Regions from separate parts of the Sus scrofa genome. Here regions 2 and 3 are each linked to region 1. Evidence: chromatin contacts called from public Hi-C and promoter capture Hi-C data. All regions are on one chromosome and are shown on one strand. Each heading gives the region's core, a stretch centred on a gene start, on an enhancer-like site or on the middle of the called end of the contact. The rest is flanking DNA. Distances are from core to core; before and after follow the strand shown. Region 1 holds the start of SZRD1 (SUZ domain-containing protein 1). Region 2 holds the start of SPEN (msx2-interacting protein). Region 3 overlaps FBLIM1 (filamin-binding LIM protein 1).

The links. Promoter capture Hi-C pulls out the DNA fragments that hold promoters and counts their contacts. Hi-C and Micro-C count contacts between places; a contact is called where the count stands out from the background.
Region 2: a promoter capture Hi-C map of liver shows a contact between it and region 1, with 4 times the contacts expected there. The contact joins the promoter of SPEN here to the promoter of SZRD1 in region 1. A contact is called at or near these places in 2 of 5 promoter capture datasets (fetal liver and liver), 3 of 47 Hi-C or Micro-C datasets (heart right ventricle and liver) and 1 of 2 datasets of contacts at active chromatin or transcription factors (alveolar macrophages).
Region 3: a contact with region 1 is called in a Hi-C map of embryonic fibroblasts, with 1.8 times the contacts expected there. The contact joins the enhancer-like site here to the promoter of SZRD1 in region 1. A contact is called at or near these places in 2 of 5 promoter capture datasets (fetal skeletal muscle and liver), 3 of 47 Hi-C or Micro-C datasets (alveolar macrophages, embryonic fibroblasts and retroperitoneal adipose tissue) and 2 of 2 datasets of contacts at active chromatin or transcription factors (alveolar macrophages and skeletal muscle).

Annotation. Positions count from the first base shown.
Region 1 is chr6:75,457,439-75,461,897 of Sscrofa11.1, forward strand. It overlaps SZRD1 (SUZ domain-containing protein 1), which reads left to right and starts at 1,686. Exons shown (of 4, transcript XM_005665044.3): 1 at 1,686-1,807. The coding sequence starts at 1,757. LOC100522143 (a long non-coding RNA gene) reads right to left here and starts at 1,519. Exons shown (of 2, transcript XR_303959.3): 1 at 635-1,519. It overlaps LOC110255192 (a long non-coding RNA gene), which reads left to right and starts at 2,264. Exons shown (of 2, transcript XR_002344914.1): 1 at 2,264-2,340.
Region 2 is chr6:75,012,810-75,017,063 of Sscrofa11.1, forward strand. SPEN (msx2-interacting protein) reads left to right here and starts at 2,756. Exons shown (of 16, transcript XM_021095393.1): 1 at 2,756-3,164. The coding sequence starts at 3,082.
Region 3 is chr6:74,963,029-74,967,267 of Sscrofa11.1, forward strand. FBLIM1 (filamin-binding LIM protein 1) reads left to right here. Exons shown (of 9, transcript XM_005656021.3): 9 at 1-1,138. Among named protein-coding and RNA genes, the nearest start is that of FBLIM1, 35 kb to the left of the region's middle. Within about 2 kb of position 1,338, at least 16 of the 83 cell types and tissues checked have an H3K27ac peak or open chromatin away from gene starts, as enhancers often do. A contact at or near this core is called in alveolar macrophages, embryonic fibroblasts and retroperitoneal adipose tissue, where this site is marked.

The DNA of each region.
Region 1 (4,459 bases), core at 436-2,935:
ACTCGGGTAAAACGGGCTTTTTCTGAGGTTCAACCTTCTGAACCATCATTTTAAAGGTCATATGCAAATTTATCCTCTTATATAAAGACATAAATGATTCTACATATGGAATTTCGCCCCATTTTTTCTCTCTCTTACAAAATGAGTCCAACTGTGTAATAGTATTATAGTTCAAAGACCCATTCTTGGGCCATTTTTCCCCAGATTCCAATTGATATTTGGGCCAGACATGGTTACAAAAGGAAATCATTTTCTTCTTTTTCATAGACTTAGAGCTATACAGTGACCAACCTTGAAGAACACTTTTCAAGGGACTGCCGTCAGGTATACTGTCATAATTCCCCATTTTGAAAGGGTTTTTTTCTCAGGATGACCACAGCAAAATGACATAAAACAGATATATTAGAAGTGTGGCTGTGGTCATCCAATAGTTAACCCCAATTCCTAATAAACAAAATAGTTAGACAAATCCAAAGGCCTGGGACTCTAAACCCGATCTTTTGAGTACCTCAGCCGCTGTAACCTTTTATACTGTCTCCCTTAGACAGTATAGGGATTGTGAGTCTAACCCACAATCCTGGTGAAATTATATTAAACAATTTAGGCACAAGCGCAGTTAAACGAGGTTACTCACCCAAAAGATCCAGGAGCTGTTTCTTTCCCCAAAAGTGAGTAACGTAGAGAAGCCTGGAGCGCCGCAGCGGCGGGAAGCAGGAACCCGACAGCCAAGCCTCTAGACAAATTCAGTCTAGGTGGCCACTCAGGGTCGGTGGCGAGGGCCTACACCCAGCCGGGGGCTACAGTGCCTCAGACAGGCGATCGCAAGACCTTGGTCCCTTCACCGTCGCCAGAAATTCTTACCAGAACGGACCATGTTCACTGCCTGGCGCCCTTAGAAGCCAATACTACGGCACCAACTTTTGAGAAAAGAAAGAGCTTTATTGCGAGGTAGCAATAAGGAGGCAGGAGGCAGGGCTCAAATCTGTCTCCCCCGTCCCAGCCAGGGTTTGGGGCAAAATTTAAGGGTTAGGGAAATTTCAAAGTTGGCACAAGTTGATTGGCTAGTTTTCAAAGCAGTCCATATATGGTAAGCAAGGTACGGTGGGGGGCTGGAAACCGGATTTTCCTCCACAAAAGACTTCTTGCTACGCCTGGTAAAGGATTCCGGGGGCAACATTTCTATTTGAGTTCCCTAAACTGAAGATTCTTAGTTCCGGGGTCCTCCTGGAAACAAGAGTTCCCATCTCGCACATGAGCAGTGCTGCCTCTATAAAATACCTCAAAGTCTGATTAATCAACAACCTATTTAAGGAGTCAAAACCAGTTTAAACTGGACAGTGTTATGTCCGCTATTTCACTTTGTCGAGGTATACATATGTTTTCAAAATTTTGGAAAAAACCATAATCTGCAGCTTAGGAAACTACACCTTAAAAGAAAAAAAAGAGTAATTTCCTGCCCTTGGAAAAGATGGTTCTAAAGAACACACTTCCCATACTAAAGAGGATGACTTCACAGGGACTCCCATTCGGCAAGAGAAATGACACATTGCCCTTAAGAAAAATGGCAACTTTATGCTTTCCCTTTTCCAAGATGGCTTCCTTGACGTTCCTGGGCCTTGGCCTGGAGCCTCTTCCGGGCTTGACAGGGGGCGGGGTTCATTGAGCAAAGCCCTGCGTGCCGGCGCCCGCGACCAAGGCGCGCTTCAGGACGCAGGCGCGGGGAGGGGGTGGGGGAGGAGGGAAAGCGGCGAGTAAGATGGAAGATGAGGAGGTCGCTGAGAGCTGGGAGGAGGCGGCAGACAGCGGGGTAAGGAGGAGCCGCCGCCCCGGGGCTGGGCCGGGCGGGACCTGGCGTGAGGAAAGCCTCGGGGGAGCGGGTCTGGGGATGGTTCTCCCTGAGGAAGGGCCCCACACGCCGGGCCGGGGGTGAAGGAGAGGCCCCCGGTTCCTGAGCTCGGTGAAGGCCTCTTAAAGGGGCCACGTTCCATTTCTCCCTGCACTTTTGCCTGGTGCTCTTCCTTCCACTCCCTACTCCCTACCGGCGTGCGCGTCATCCGGGGCGCCCCACCCGCCACTAGGACCTCTTTTCCTGGCGCCCGCTAGCCCGCCCCAGGCGCCTTTGACCCGACTCCTCTTTTCCCTGTCGGTCCCCTGTGCAAAGCACCATTTTAAAGTTCATGTGCTCCGACTAGGAGCGACACACCACTTGGCGGGGGCGGGGGGTGGGGGGAGGGAATGCGCGGACCCAGGAGGCAAATCTGGCCCCGGAGAAGAGCAAGAGGAAATCGAGTCATTTCTGGGCATGCTAAAATCCCCCACCGCTTTGCGTCATCCGCCACGGTGGGCGAGTCTGGGTTTTTCCTCTTTTAATTTTACTGAGCGCTCTGGCAGGCTGGTCTCCCGGGGACCCTGCCGGAACAACCGAAAGCCTAGCGGCCAGCCTTTCTCCCCGAGGCGCACCCAACGATCCGATCACCGGGGAAGGGTCTCGCAGAGTGATTGCCGGGGTCGAGGGGGGAGGGGTGTGATATGTAAAGTAGCTGCATTCCTGGGAAGGGAGGGGAGAAATGGACCGTTCGACTTTGCTTTTCGGAGTTTTGTTTGCCTCCACAAGCTGTAGGAAACATACTCTGTTTCAAGCCGGAATAGTCAGTTCTATTAGGTTCGCGTTTAATTTGGTTTTCTCAGAGTTTGCGGTTCTGTGGTGATCCTTGTGAAGGTGGGGAGATGTCTTTTTGGTTTTGTCCTCCTCGTGTTCATTGTTCAGTTCTGGCTCGAGTGACATCCACCTTGAAGGTTTATGTGTCGGGAGTAGGGCGTGGAGAGCCGAGTGTTACCGGAATAGAACAACAGAAGGTGGGTTTTGTTTTTGTTTTTTTCATCAAGCTCCTTTGAGGGTGCTTGTCAGCGCTTGAAGAGACCAAGAAATGGATGCACTCCCTTAACATTCCCTTAATGTTGAAATTTTGACTTTGAAGTTTTTGCTGGTGGTGGTTCAAGCATTTCTCTCAAGGTGTTTTTTTCCCCACTTAGCATGATTGAGGATTTGAAGAATTGATTTCGTTCAGGAGGTATTTTGTATAGTTCTTACGGGCCAGCCATCTTTCTTGGATTTGTGGCTTGAGTAGGGAGAGCAATCGAAAGATTTTATAGAGGGCAACAGGTGTCAGCTAGGTATTTTTCAATCAACAAACATTTAGGAGGTCTGCCATGTGCTAGACAGAGTGCTTAGCAGTAATTTTGTGCTAGAGAATTCACAATCTCTGCCAGAGGCGTTTATTGGCGCCTGCCACAGGTGTGAGTGAATCATTCAGGACCCTTCATGCTGCTCCCTGCAAAAAAGTTTGGTTTACAGTTGGAATGACTCAAATGATAAGTTTCTTGAGCATCTTGTCCTTTCTTTGTTTTTTTCTCACTTGTTTCAAAGGGACATAAGTTTCTGACATTAAAGAAGAAGAAAATGAGAAGAACAAAAATGAATGTAGGGTTCAGAAACTGAGGATTGCTTTAGTTTTTCAGAACAGGTAAGCTGCTTAAAGAACAGCTAGCCCACTCCCGCACTTTATAGCTAAATGGACACCAGAGATGTAAGATTTAACCTCAAATATTCTGTAAATAGTCTTTTTGCTTTTAGTATGACAGACACTTACCTGATATAAAATTGCCCCCTTTACCTGTTCTCCCAAGGAGATACATCTTCAATCAAAGGACAATTCAAAAAAATATAACTTGCATTCCATCAAGGAAATGCTTCTTTTTTGTGTGTGTGTTTTTGGTTTTTTAGGGCTACACCCACGGCATATGGAGTTCCCAGGCTAGTGGTCTAATCTGGAGCTGTAGCCGCCAGCCTACACCACAGCAACAGCAGCATGGGATCTGAGCCAGGTCTGTGACCCACACCACAACTCAGGGCAATGCTGGATCCTTAACCCACTGAGCAAAGCCAGGGATCGAACCCGCAACCTCATGGTTCCTAGTCATATTCATTTCTGCTGCACCATGAAGGGAACTCCAAGGAAATGCGTCTTTCAAAATAATACTGCCTTTGGGAGAAATGAAAATGTCGAATTGAGTTAATGTCGATTCAAACTCTAAATGGTGTCCTTTGTCTTAAGCACATCTCAAGGGACAAATAGAACATTGTGTTTTTGTTGTGTTTTATTAAAGTATAATTCCTTTGCAGTGTTCTGTCAATTTCTGCTGTACAGCAAAGTGACCCAGTCCAAATAGCACATTTTGTAATTGGAAGATATCTTTGTACTTCCTCCAAAATCAGATCAATAATTTGTTCAATTTTTTTGGCCGCATGCGGAAATTCCCTAGGTCAGGGATGGGACCTGTACCATAGCAGCCATCCCAGCCGCTACAGTGACAATACCAGACCCTTATCCCATCACACCACAGGGAAGCGCCATTAGTTTGCTCCGTTTTTTTGTTTTTTGTTTTTCTTTCCCATTTT
Region 2 (4,254 bases), core at 1,506-4,005, 440 kb before region 1:
TTCTCTTTGTGGCTAGTTTTAACGTGATGAGCTGAGCCACTTCTGTTCTTCCTGGTAACACGGAGAAGATCCAATTAATTCAGGGTCTATTCAGTTTTAAATGAGTAGTTTACATGATATTTTGAAATCTGTTTCAGAGTTTCCTTATGTTGAAGCAGGTTAAGAATCCTGTGTTGTCACTGCAGTGGCTGAGGTTGTTGCTGTGGTGCAGGCTTGATCCCTGGCCCAGTAACTTCTACGTGCCAAGAGTGTGGTCTAAAAAAAAAAAAAAAAGTCTATTTTTGTGGTTGCTAATATTGAAATTCATGCTTTGTGGAAAAATGTTGGTCAGTTCAATACTAACTGCACCCACATACATAGAACTATATAGTTCGTGAGTTTAAATAACAGTGTGCTGGCCTGATACTCTGTATGAGATAGTTGTGACTAAGAAATGGCCAAATGTCAATGGCTAATGCTACATCTGAATATAGTTTTATTTGCTTTTACTTTTTCAGGGGAATCAATTCCACACTATTTTCAAGAGCAAAAATTTCCATATCATTTAATGACTCTGATTTACATAAAGACAAATTTAACCTCTGGGGTGGTACTTAAAAACTTTAACTGAATTATGAATGAGTGCCACTATTGTGGTAGTTTGTGGTAGTGCTCTTTCTGTCTCTAACTTTTTTTTTTCTTTTTAGGGCCTCACCTGCGGCTTGTGAAAGTTCCCAGGCTAGGGGTTAGAACTGTAGCTGCTGGCCACAGCCACAGTAATGCCAAATCTGAGCCTGCGACCTACACCACCTACACCACAGCTCGCAGCAACTCCGGATCTTTAACCCACTCAGCAAGGCCAGGGATTGAACCCCTGTCCTCATGGATACTAGTTGGATTCATTTACCACTGAGCCACAACAGGAACTCCTGTTTCTAACTTTTCTGGACCACCTCTTTCTGTTTCTCCCTCTTACTGACTCCACCCCATTAAAAAAAAATGTGTATTGAATGATAATATAAACATAAGCCAGAAAAATAGCAAACAAACACAAAAAACCAAACAGTTAAATTACCTGGCTCAGAATCTAGAATGTTTAGAGGTAAATTGTCAGAATTCCAAAAATAATTTCAATAGATGGTAAGGTTATCCCCTGAGCTCTGCACATCTTTGTACTATATTTGTTGCAAATGTGTAAGACAGGGGCTTGCTTAGCCTTCTGACATCCTGAGAGAGTAGGGAAGAGAAATGGTCTTGATTGCACCTGCTGAGATCAAGTTTAAGTACAGTATAAACTATGAAACCAAACATGGGAAGTTGACATGACTCTCAGTTTTATACTCTCTTTGACAAGTGATTACGAATCTTATGTTAGGAGTTTCTGTTGTGGCACAGTGGTTATCGAATCCGACTAGAAACCATGGGGTTGTGGGTTCAATCCCTGGCCTTACTCAGTGGATTAACGATCCAGCGTTGCGGTGAGCTGTGATGTAGGTCACAGACTCGGCTCAGATCTCGCGCTGCAGTAGCTCTGGCGTAGGCCGGTGGCTATAACTCCGATTGGACCCCTAGCCTGGGAACCTCCATATGGCGCGGGAGAGGCCCTAGAAAAGGCAAAAAGACAAAAAAAAATCTTATGTTAGACTATATGGTGGAAAAAAAAAATACTTAGAGCTTTACCATCTATGGAATAAAAGAAACAATTATGCACAGGAGACCTCTGGTATTAGTGCCGTTTATTAGGCTGGCCATATTTTCCAATTCACAATAGTGGTTTGATGATAAGTTGGCTTGTATTTAAAAGCACAATGAATGAAATTGAATATTTAAAATCTGGTCTTTACCTGAAGCACTATACTTCTGATGTTTTATTTCTATAGATTAAAAATGGAAAAGAAAATTGAGTTGCTGACTGTTCTAAACAGCTCCGTTTTTCTGGACTCAATACCGTTTCCTTAATTTTGTGAGTTTTCCCCGGGATTCTGTAAACTAAAAAGTTTAACTGTAGGCTTTAAAATGTAAAAGCCCTTAGGCCTGGAAAGGCTTGGAGGAGGTCTAACTTGCTCCTCCACTTAGATATTAAATTATAGTAAATCCGCTGAGAGTAACACTATCGGACATGTAACCGTCTCATTTCAGTTCTATTCCTGGTATACCGTAGCGATCAACAAAGAGATCTTGCAAACGGTTTCGCAAGATCCTATATAAAATAAAGTTGCTTAATGTTACAAGCTAATGATTCTTGGGAGGGATGGGTTTCTGAAGCCGTCACAGCTTAGCTGGGCGGTGAAAAAGGCCGGCCTTGTTCTGACACTTTCCCAAGCAGGCGCAGATCCAAATGCCCGGAAATGGCCAGAAGCTGGCCAAAGGGTGACCAGGGGAATGGGTTCTGGCTTCTCCTAGGAGTAGCCTTGACAGCCGCTTTGATACCAACCCTCTTTCTCTCTTTTCTTCCCCCAGGCCGGCGCCTGGGACCCCTGCTCCAGGGTCTGGAGGCTGTCTCGGCCTCCGCACGCGCGGCGCCCCAAGCCTGACGGAGTGCCCGCCCCGCGGCCGGCTCCCCGCACGGCTGCGCGCCTGCGCACCGGGACCAAGCGCGCGAGCGTTCCTTCCTGGCTCTGCGTTCCTCCCTCTTCCGCGCGCCTGCGCGCCGGCTGGGAGGAACTCGGTGACTCGGCCTCAGCCGGCGGTCGGGCCGACGCGCGCGCGCCCGCGGTGAGGGGGGCGGGCCGCGCGCGCCGGTGGGAAGCGTCCGGCTGCCACAGCGCCAGCTCCGTCGTAGTCGCTGCCGCCTGGGTCCCGCTCGCCCCTCCTCCCCGCTCCCCCGCCCGCCGCGGCCCGGGCGCATGCGCCGCCGGAGCGCGAGGGTCGGCTTCGGGTGTGTGGTGGCGGCAGAGCCGAGCTGCGAGGCCCGAGAGTCAGAACCTGGGGGAGAGGGATGGTCTCTGCACGGGGGGGAGCCGGAGGAGCCGCCGCCGCTGCCGACGCCACCGCCGCAGCCGCCGCCGCCGCCGCCTCGGCGCCCGCCTCCCGGCGCTGACGGGCTCGTACGAAGCCGGCGAGGGGGAACCCGCACCAGCGGTCGCCGGCACACCGCCCAGCATGGTCCGGGAAACCAGACACCTCTGGGTGGGCAACTTACCAGAGAATGTGCGGGAAGAGAAGATCATCGAGCACTTCAAACGGTGAGTGACACGAGGCCCCGGGCCGCGCTCTCTCCTCGGACGCTAATGCCCCTCCGGCCCGTTGCCCGCCCCTCCCCGTGCGCGGAACTGGTGAGGGGACCCGGGCCAGACCCACGGACCGGTGCGGGGAGCGCGCGGCTGCCTGGACGCCGCTCGGCCCGCGTCGCGGCGTTGGGCCTCGGCGGCGGCAGAGCGGGCCCGGCTGCCTCCGTCCCCCTTCCCGATAAGGAGGCGGCTGTGGCTCGGCCTCTGCGAAGCCGGCTCCGGGAGGGTGCCCTCAGGCTGGCGAGGCGGCGGTGGGGTCGCGTCCTTGCGCGCCGCTGCCCGGGCTCCAAGCGGCTGCCCGCGCCGGCCCGGCCAACACTGTGGAACCGAGCCGCCGGCGGGCTGGGACCCGAACCCCTACCCCGCCCCGGGCCGGGCAACTCCGGAGTCCCGCAGCAACTCCCGCTCCTCGCCCTGCGGACGCGTGGACATGTCTGACCTAGAGAGGGTTTTGTGTGAGAGGAAAGGTTATGCAAAAACAGAAGTCTGGGTAGGTGATGCAGGGACATCTCGGAAGTGCTGAGACACTACTGGACTCTAGGGATCTCTCACGGAAGGTTTACAGACCTAGAAACTAATTGGAAACGGCCAACGCCAGCGTTTTGGTTTTTACCCTTGTTTTTGCGGGGTTGGGTGGAGGATGGTGTCTGAAAATAAGTTGGTGCGTCTGTTTGGGCTCTTTCGCCTGCCTTCCTCCAGCCCGCTGGGGTCTCTGGGCCAGGAGGCTGGTGGGGACTGAGTGTTTGCGCTGGAAGAGCCACCTCCTGCAGCAGGGTCCCCGCCTCGCCGGCGCTCGCCAGCCTCGCGGTCTCCGCTGCCGCTGCCGCGCCGGCGTTCACTGCGAGGAGCCTTCTTTAAAAGGACGGCGTTTCCCTCCCGCCCAGAATCCCTTAATCAGTGGTTTTAAAAATGCAAGCTTAGACTAGAAGATGTAGATCTTTTAAAAAGCTTCTTCCCAGAATATATATATATATATATATATATATATATTCATATTTGTTCACGCGATAGTGGGAATAAGCGTTCTTGATACATTTTACCTATT
Region 3 (4,239 bases), core at 88-2,587, 490 kb before region 1:
GTCGAACCCACATCCTCATGAATACTAGTCGGGTTTGTTAACCACTGAATCACAATGGGAACTCTCAATGTATGGATCCTTTGCCCCCACTGGGGCCAGGAAACGAGCCTGCATCCCAGCACTCCAGGAATGCTGCCAATTGATGGGTCAGGGATTGAATCCGAGCTGCAGCTGCAACAATGCTGGATCCTTTAACCCACTGCGCCTCAGGAGATTGAACTGGTGCCTCTCCTACGACCTGAGCCACTTCAGTGGGACATTTAACCTACTGCGCCGCAGTGGGAACTCCTGGCTGGCAGCTCTTAGCTGGCACTGCTATCCACATTCCTCCAGGCTCCTGTTGAAGCCCATCAGTTAGAGACCACTGGAGACATGCCTGCAGTTCCCAGAGCTGGGTCCATCATGCAGGCTGCAGCACGGGAGCCACACTGCATGGGGAACAGCAGGGCATCACAGGAAGCAGATATTAGGTGGCTCTTAGAACTTGGGCAGATATTGAGGGATTTGGGGAGGATTTCAGGAAGAAGGGGTTTGGTGTTCCGCTTGTGGCTCAGCAGGTTAAGAATCCGACTAGTGGGAGTTCCTGTTGTGGTGCATCAGAAACAAATCTGAGTAGTATCCATGAGGATGCGGGTTCGATCCCTGGCCTCGCTCAGTGGGCTAAGGATCCAGCGTTGCCCTGAGTTGCTATGTAGGTAGCAGACGCAGTTTGGTTGGGTCTGGTGTGGCTGTGGGCTGTGGTGTAGGCTGGCAGCTGCAGCTCCAATTGGACCCCTAGCCTGGGAACTTCCATATGCCACAGATGTGGCCGTAAAAAGCCAAAAAACAAAGGAAAAGGGTTTGCTTCAGATATGTGCGGTCAGGAAGCAGGGGTTGCCCTGTGAATGCGGAGCTTGATTCACTTCCATCCAGGATGTGGCGCTGCAGTTGTGGTTGGTGGCAAAGCAGCCGTGGCCCCAGGACAGGGGGTGTTGGGCATCTCTGCTGCTGGCCCAGAGGCACTGTGTTCCAGGACCGGACTCCAGGGAGCTGTGAGGTTGGAGCTTCCAAGGCCCAGCTGTTGGGGCCACTTTCTCTCTTGCTGGCCAAGTTTGGTTTGGTTTGATTTATCCTGTCATTAAAGAGCAATCTAGTGCTGTGATGCCTCATGTCCCAGCCTATTGCTGGTTGGTCGTGGTTGGAGGAGTGGTGTCTGGATGAAATTCTGGGAGATGCCTTTGTCTTCTGGGCTGCATATTTATTTATAAATTACTCCATAATAGGACACTTCTAGGGAGATTTCTGCAGTGTGAAGTCAGCCAGTCACGAAAAGAAAAATACCATGTGATCCCACTTGAGTCAGAGTCATTCAAATCATAGAAGAGTGGTTGGTTAGGGGCTGGGGGCGGGGAGGAGTTGTTTAGTAAGTACAGAGTTTCCGAGATGAAACGTGGTCTGGAGGAGTTCCTCTTGTAGATCAGTGGTAGTGAATCCAGCTAGTATCCATGAGGATGCAGGTTTGATCCCTGGCCTCACTTAAGTAGTTAAAGATCCGGTATTGTGATGGGCTGTGGGGTAGGCCGGCAGCTGCTCTCCAAGTCAGCCCCTAGCCTGGGAACTTCCCTGTGCTGCAGGTGCAGCCCTAAAAGTCAAAAAAAAAAAAAAAAGAGAGAGAGAGAGAAGTGGTCTGGAGATGAATGGGGTGGTGGTTGCACAACAGTGTGAATGTATTTAATGCCACAAAAACAGTGATGATGGTACATTTGATGTTATGTACATCTTACCACAATTAAACATATACAGTTTAATGCTCAGAGATGAGGCTGAGCTGATAAAGTGTTGTAGGTGTCCTGAGGGGAAGACACACTCCCCTACCCACACTGGAAAGCTGTTGGCATCTTAGCAGACCTGCGCTTCCTAAAGGCAGGTGCCATTCATGGCCACTGGAGGGCAGCATGGGCTAGCATTTAGCCCTTGGGCATCAGCTTCTCATGCCTGCCATGGGGTCCTCAACTTCTCCAGATGCAAAATGGGAATCATTCCTGCCTGCCCACCGCACATGATTGGGGTGAGGCTGAGAGAAGAAAATGGCTTGGAAAACGAGAAAGGGAGCAATGTGGCTAAGGAATTGCTGGGAAAACTATGTCAGGAGACTGAAATTCTTCATCTGTCCAAATTCCTACCTGTTGGGAGGGTCACCCCCGCTCCCGGGGGGTTCCCATGCTGCCACCCCTACAAGTTATATCTGAGTACCTAGCCTCAGTAAAGACAGAGTCAGGACAAAGGACAGAATGAGGTTGCCAGGGATCCTTGAGACTTCCTGTCTGTCACCTGTCCCCAGAGTCTGCCTTACCCGAGGCCACGCCCAGCATGTGCCAGCCCCATCAGGGCAACCAAATGCTGCCTCTGCTCTGCTAGGGGCACAAGTGGTAGAGATGTGAGGTTAAAGGAGAACAGAAGGGATCAGGAAGGAGGAGACGAGAAGGCTAGGTTGGTAGGATGACCGTAAGACAATTTCAAAGAAAGGCTTTTATCATTTTACAAAACAGTTATCATAAGGTGAAAAGCTATTCATAAAAAATAATAATTGGGAGTTCCTGTTGTGGCACAGTGGTTAACGAATCCGACTAGGAACCATGAGGTTGTGGGTTCAATCCCTGGCCTTGCTCAGTGGGTTAAGGATCTGGCATTGCCGTGAGCTGTGTTGTAGGTTAGATCCCGCGTTGCTGTGGCTCTGGCATAGGCCGGTGGCTACAGCTCCGATTCGACCCCTAGCCTGGGAACCTCCATATGCCGTGGGAGCGGCCCTAGAAAAGGCAAAAAGAAAAAAAAAAAAAAAAAATAATAATTGATGAAGTGACTATGGACAAAATAGCTACTGTTAATACCCCAATTCAAAACAAGCTGTACATCAGAGAGATGGTTTTAGCTGTCTGGGGCTGCACAGCAGAGTCAGTATCAAACCATGTCCAGGAAAAACTACAGGTCAGTGCTACAGACCCACATCACAAACACCCACATTCTAGAATGTTCCAGATCCCATCATGTCATACAGATGCCAAAACCCAGCTGGAAAAAATTTTACAGCCCTTCATCTTAAGAGCTGCTGATTTTAGGCTGCAGGCTTCTTGCCATTGAGAAGTGCTTTCCTGCATGCATTCAGAAAGGATCGTGCATTCATAGTGTGTGAATCACACTAATCTCGTGAACGATCAGCAGTTTAGAGACCATGGATGCACCCTACTCATGACCTTCCTTTTGCAGAAAAAAACTGCGCTTCAGCAGAAAACTAGATTGTCTACATGCAGCGCTGACTTCCTGGTTATTGGATTCTAGCCTTTCATTGTCTTTAAGCTATTTTACAACTTTATAAATTCTAGGTAACTGATAAATTCTGGCTTGTCTTAGAGGTTCCCCCCCAGCCCCTTGTGGAAAAACCATTTTGCCTCCATCTGCACATTCAGTTCAGTATTCCTGACCTATAAGCGTGACTGTGTTTCGGCTGCCTGTTGTAACATCCACCCGGTTCCCTTTTGAGTTAAACAGAATGTTAACATGCATTCATTTGGTATCTGTATAGGAGTCATGATTTCACTTCTTGAAAATTATCTTTTAACAGTTCCTTCATCAGGTTTTTGGATGCTCCTTTCTGCCAGCAGAGGTGGAGGGTGACTTGTGGGCATCCTCATTAAGCAGTTAAGAAACAGTAGGCAGGAGTTCCCGTCATGGCTCAGTGGTTAACAAACCCAACTGGCATCCCTGAGGATGCAGGTTTGATCTCTGACCTTGCTCAGTCGGTTAAGGATCCAGCGTTGCTATGAGCTGTGGTGTAGGTCACAGATGAGGCTCGGATCCTGTGTTGCTGTGGCTGTGGTATAGGCTGGCGGCTACAGCTCTGATTCGACCCCTAGCCTGGGAATCTCCATGTGCCTCGGGTGCAAAAAAAAAAAAAGAAAAAGGAAAAGAAACAGCAGTCAGGAATTCCTCTTGTGGCTCAGAGGGTTAAGAACCCAACTAATATCCTTGAGGATTCAGGTTTGATTCCTGGCCTCGCACGGTGGATTGAAGATACTGCACAGCGGTGAGCTGTGGCATAGGTCACAGCTGTGGCTGTGGTGTGGCAGCTGCAGCTCTGATTGGACCCCTCACCCAGGATCTTCTGTATGTCAGTGGCAGCTGCCCCACCTCCCAGCAATCACTGAATGAGTCGGGGAGGGGAGCGCTGCTCAGCTGGACAGAACAGGGTCTTAACAAGACCTC